Linked DNA regions of Sus scrofa: region 1 is linked to region 2. A link is a contact called in public Hi-C data. All regions are on one chromosome and are shown on one strand. Each heading gives the region's core, a stretch centred on a gene start, on an enhancer-like site or on the middle of the called end of the contact. The rest is flanking DNA. Distances are from core to core; before and after follow the strand shown.

Evidence for each region. A called contact is a pair of places that touch in the nucleus more often than the background predicts.
Region 1: a Hi-C map of fetal heart ventricle shows a contact between it and region 2, with 4 times the contacts expected there. The contact joins two enhancer-like sites. A contact is called at or near these places in 3 of 47 Hi-C or Micro-C datasets (embryonic fibroblasts, fetal heart ventricle and heart right ventricle) and 1 of 2 datasets of contacts at active chromatin or transcription factors (skeletal muscle).

What each region holds. Positions count from the first base shown.
Region 1 is chr15:66,155,934-66,158,633 of Sscrofa11.1, forward strand. TANC1 (protein TANC1) reads left to right here. Exons shown (of 26, transcript XM_021074763.1): 22 at 788-920; 23 at 2,120-2,211. Among named protein-coding and RNA genes, the nearest start is that of WDSUB1, 82 kb to the right of the region's middle. Within about 2 kb of position 1,323, at least 7 of the 83 cell types and tissues checked have an H3K27ac peak or open chromatin away from gene starts, as enhancers often do.
Region 2 is chr15:65,849,122-65,851,821 of Sscrofa11.1, forward strand. The region is part of intron 2 of LOC110256997 (a long non-coding RNA gene); the gene reads left to right. Among named protein-coding and RNA genes, the nearest start is that of DAPL1, 54 kb to the left of the region's middle. Within about 2 kb of position 1,315, at least 8 of the 83 cell types and tissues checked have an H3K27ac peak or open chromatin away from gene starts, as enhancers often do.

The sequences.
Region 1 (2,700 bases), core at 73-2,572, 310 kb after region 2:
TATTTTAAAATTGGGTCATTTATGGGTTTGTTGTAGAAGTTCTTTATATATTCTGGATATTGATCCCTCTAGTGTCATTTTGAGCAGCTGGGGGACTGAAACTTAAGCAGGCTATAGACTTCTTTTCCAATGAATAGAGCAGTTTCAGTGACCAGCATTGTTTTTGCTGGTGTTCTTTGTTTAGTGGAAGTGACAGCTGTTTTATCACATTAAGTTAGTCTTTACACCGTGGTTTCAAACTTGCCATCTTTATATTTGAGTCTCTTAAGCATGAAAGTGATTTACCATCAGGTCTAGCTGGCGCCAAAGCTGCTAATTTTTCCAGCTTCCACACACAGGCTGTGTGGATCGGAGGGTTTCTGAAGTGCCCATTGCCATAACCTGCCAGCAGGTTGGAGCTGTGGCGGAAGGCTGCCTCCTAAGTAATTGGAGATGAAAAGGTGACTGTGTCTCATTTCTGTGGCCTGGGGAAATGGGGTGAGAGAGAGGGTGACGTGAGTGTAGCCATCTGTGATCTGTGGGTGCAGGGACACACGCCCTGGGAGCACCACCTGCCTTCCTCTCTGCTGACATCAAAATCCCTTTAGCAGAGCAAGTTTGAGCTGTGGATTGTAGCTCTCATTCTCTGTTCTGTATCAGCTTCATCTCCATCCTAGGATCCCGTCAGGCCAGAGGCATCTAAGGTCGGAGAGTGAGCAAAGCCCACCAGCTTCTGCAGCAGCTGTGGTGAGCGAGGGGAGTGCTCCTGCCACCTGCGCCCTCAGGGCCTGTGCTCTCCCCTCTGCAGGTGCTGTATCTGGTGGACAAGGGGGCCGTGATCGAGCACGTGGACCACAGCGGCATGCGGCCCTTGGACAGAGCCATCGGTTGTCGGAACACGTCTGTAGTAGTTACGCTGCTGAGGAAAGGAGCCAAGTTAGGTCAGTAAATGCCCCAGTCCAGCTGCAGGAGGGCAGGCGGCTTCGGGTTTGGGGGTATATGCCGGGGGCCGTACTCAGCTGTTGCCAGGTTAAGAACCAAGAGATCAGGTGTTTGGAGAGGCTTTTCATCTTTCCCTATGGCTCAGTTAATCACCGTCATTGGGAGTATTTAAAAGATGCCTGAGTGGGCAGAAGGCAGAGGCCAGTGTTGAAGAGGAGCCCAGCACTCGGGGAGGGTGGGAGCAGGTGCGGGGGTTCCTGGGAACGACCCAGGGTCAGTGGCCGAAACTCTGCAGGTGGTTGTACTGAGCAGCCGAGCGTGGGAATCACTGTTCAGGAGGCGTCTGGTCAGCTGGGAAGGGAAGTGGCTTCTGGGAGGGAACGTTCAGGCTAACTTGAGGATCACATTGGTGGTGGGAGCTCTGAGAAGGGAGAGCCCCTCTGTGTTGTAACCAGATGGCCCTGTTCAGGTTGAATGACAGACCTTTGGCTGCCAGCAGTTATGGGGAGGGCCCAAGATGAAGAGAGTGAAATAATTTAGTGAGCAGCTCACAGTGTCAGGAACTATTTTGAGCAGTTTCATGTTTTAAGATATTTAATCCTCACCTATCCTGTCAGACAGTTGTGATAATAACATCAGGTTACAAAGGAGGAGACCCAAGCCTGAAGGCGGCCAGTAGTCCCCCTGAGCCCCTAGTGAGCAGCAGGTTGCAGCGTGGACCTGACCTGAGGGCACTGCTCCCAGCACGTGTGCAGAAGGGGCTTAGTTGAGGCTGGAGAGAAGTGGCCATGGGAGGGGGCGCGGAAGGGCTGAACCTGGCATCCTCAGCTCAGGGTGGAGTTGCTGGTGATCCTGTTAAGAAGAGATGCCTCTGCCCACCCATGGTCAAGGCTGTGACAGGCTCTATGGGAAAATGAGATGATTCAGAAGCAAATCCCCATGGGGGGTGCGGGGGGGATCCTGGCAGTGCTGGTGCCTCCACATACCAGTACTTTTTCCCACTGCAAGGACTGGCTGCCACTGGGTGCCACTCTCTCCATGCACTCCCCTTCCTTAGCTGCTGCTGTCCCAGGCCTGCAGGACACACAGGTGGGGTTCCCTGCAGTTTGTGGGCTCAGCTATGGTGGGACCACAGAAGTATTGAGTTCCCTTCCTCCAGGACCGCTGCAGTGCCTCTGAACGCATGTTTATTTTGCAGGAAATGCTGCTTGGGCGATGGCTACTTCCAAACCTGATATTTTGATTATACTTTTACAGAAATTGATGGAGGAAGGAAACATGATGTACAAAGTAAGTGGTATCGCCCTTTTCTGTGATGTTGTAACAGCCTCTGAGCAACCTTTTGGTTTGGGGTATAATGGACATGGCTCTGCTTCTTTACAGAATGCATGTAGCTTAGCTAATAGAAGTTCCCAGAGGTGCTGGCCTGGCCTCATGCCCAGCCTTTGATATCTTAACAGCAGACTCTTCAAGATAGAAAGCACTTCTCTTTACATTTGAGAACCATCATTTCTGAATGAATCTTTGCAGCTGTAGCTATGACTTATGGCCTGAAGCCTTGGTGTGAAGGCAAAGTTGCTTTTGGTTTAACGGGCACATCCTACAGGAAGTTGCTTGGCACCTGGCGTCCTAAGATTTGGGAAAGGAACACTCAGGAGACATTTTCAGAAGAATAGAGTCATTAAATCTCCCAAAGCTTTGGTAATTTTAATATCTAGAAGCTACTGCAATTTGAAACTCTTTCTAGAGAGATTTTTACTTAACATAGTCAAGTAATAT
Region 2 (2,700 bases), core at 65-2,564:
ATCTGTTGATGGCCACTTAGTTGTTCCCACATCTGGGCTATTGTAAATAATGCTGCTATGCACACAGGAGTGGAGATTTCTTTTTGACATAGTGTTTTTGTCAGAACCTTATTTCTGTATGGCCAGATTGGCAAGGTCTCATGACATACTTCATGGCAACTTGGATGGAAGGCAGGTTCTCAAGGGGCTGTGGATGGTGGGCACTTAGAGGTTCCAGAGCCAGTCACTGCAACAGCCACATTCTACCACATGCAGTGTACCCCCAACACCCTGCCCAAGTTTATACAGCTCTAGCTCTAGTTTTGGAGCACATATCACTGCAGCGGGAAAGAACCAAGTGCATGAGTTTTACATCCATAAGACTGACAGGGTCACAGTGTTATCACAATGTATGGTTAAATAGGAGTTCCCGTCGTGGTTCAGCAGTTAACAAATCTGACAGCATCCATGAGGACTCAGGTTCTATCCCTGGCCTTGCTCAGTGGGTTAAGGATCTGGCTTTGCTGTGAGCTGTAGGTCACAGATGCAGCTCGGATTCCCTGTTGCTGTGGCTATGGTGTAGGCCAGCAGCTGCAGATGCAATTTGACCCCTAGCCTGGGAACCTCCATATGCCGCAGGCGAGGCCCTAAAAAGACAAAAAGACAAAAAGCCAAAAAGCCAAAAAAAAAAAAAAATGTTGCTGGAAGCCAGAGGGCTCTATTCCAATATACACAGCTATAAGGAAAGAGTCTCATTAAGTGAATCACTTGAGTTTAATTCCGTTGAGGAATCATTTATCAGACCCAGTATTATGCTAAGCTGGAGGCTACCCAATGAGGGACTCTTTTCAAGTGCTCAGCTGAAAGGTGTCCTCAGCTAGTAATGCTAATGCTGCTATACGTGCCCAAAGACTGAGGGGTCAGTAGATGACCTCAGCCTCTGGGGATCAGCCGACTCCCTGGCCCTCTGCCTGTTCCTAGGGCAGTTGGCGACAACCTTAGAGCTGACTCTGATATGTTCTGCTGGTATCCAGCCATGACCAGATTAAAGCACTTCTCCTCCTCTGGCTGTCTTCTCTGCTTTGCACCCCAAAATGCCTGGTCTGTCCTGCTTTTCTTGGAATTAGAGGCTGTCGGTTTCCCTGGAAGGGATAGAGACATTCCTTGTTTACCTGTGGGAGTTGGGGTGGGGGGACCTTCACTACAGGCCTCCCCTGTTCTGAGCCTTCCCCACTGTTTTAAATGTCAGCTTCAGAAGCTCTGCTGCCTCAGGAGTGGGAGGAAGCACAGCCTGTGTATGAAGGAACAGATGGCTGCAGGGAGTGGGGTCCAAGCCACTCTTCACTGCCCTGCCTGGCTTGTCCTGGCAAGTTCACTTATGAGCACAGCCTGGGTATTGCACCAGCCCCCTCCTCTCTCTCCCTCTGCCTTCCATCCTCCACTGAAGCCACTGTTCTGCTCAGCAAGGAGTCCTTGTCACACTCTGCTTCACAGCCTTTGTGGATTTTGTAGGCTATAGGGTAAAATGCCAACTTCTTAGCTCAGCCCATTCTCCACTAATCACAGAGTGCTCCTGTCATGGACCCTCCCGTCACTCCTAAAGTTATTATACCTGCAGCTACTCTCTAGGCTCTACCTCAGGGCACAGAACTCCTAGAGCCTTCTCTCACATTTTTCCCACCTGCCAAACTCCTATTTCCCCCTCAATACCCACTCTAATTTACCTTCCTCTGGAAAGCTTTCCCAAAGACCTCTGTGGGGAGATAGTTGTTGCCTCTTCAGCTTCCCCTGAGCACTGGATTCATAATCTAAGACCACACATTTCAGGTTTTATTGTAATTTATCTGTTTACATCTCCCTGTCTCCCACTAGACCAGAAGATCCCTGTCATAAACTGATGTTCAATGTATTTAATGAACAAATTATGAAAAGTCTAATTCACATTATGCACTTACAGTTTCTTCTTAAGCTTTAAGAATCTTCTCAACGTTATCAGTATTCTCGTGCTTCCCGCTTTTTCCCTCCCCATTCACTTTCCTGGGGCTTAGGGGTTATAGGAAAAAGGAAATTATGTTGACTGTGAATTGGGACACCCATAGCTCTGGAACCTTCTACCTGCTCTTTTCTGATGCCCTCTTTGAAAACTGTCTCCTCCTGCAGATGCCCATAGGGAGAGCAACGCCAAACGTCATTAATGTCCAGCTGTGGGTGAGTCACTTAACATTCTAGACAGTAGGTCCTCATCTGAGAAATAGGAGGTTTGAACAGGTGAACTAAGGTTAGCTGTAGTGCTGACAATCTTTAAGTCATAAAGAATGACAATAAAATTCTAGGCATGCCCAAGTAATGGGACAGTTATTTCTGTGCAGTGGGCCCTTTCAGTGTCCCATATGTTGTCTTTCTATGTGTTTATCTCTGAATGAGGCCAATTCTGGTGGCATCTTCCTTTCCTGGCACGTCGCCTTGCACCACTTCTGACTCAAAGCTGCTTCCTGAATTGCCACCTAGACCCCTTTGGGAGCCTTCATTTTTGCCTTATTACATTGATGTGACAGCATTTGCAGCTGCTGCCATCTGTATAATCCAAACTCCATATCAAACATTTCTTCTTTTCCCATTTCCCAATTTAAAAAGCCACCCCTCACACCGTGGCCTATTTGCAGAGCCTCTCAGAAGTGGAGAGGCCGAGGCCCTTGCATTTTGCAGAGCTCTCTGTCAAGG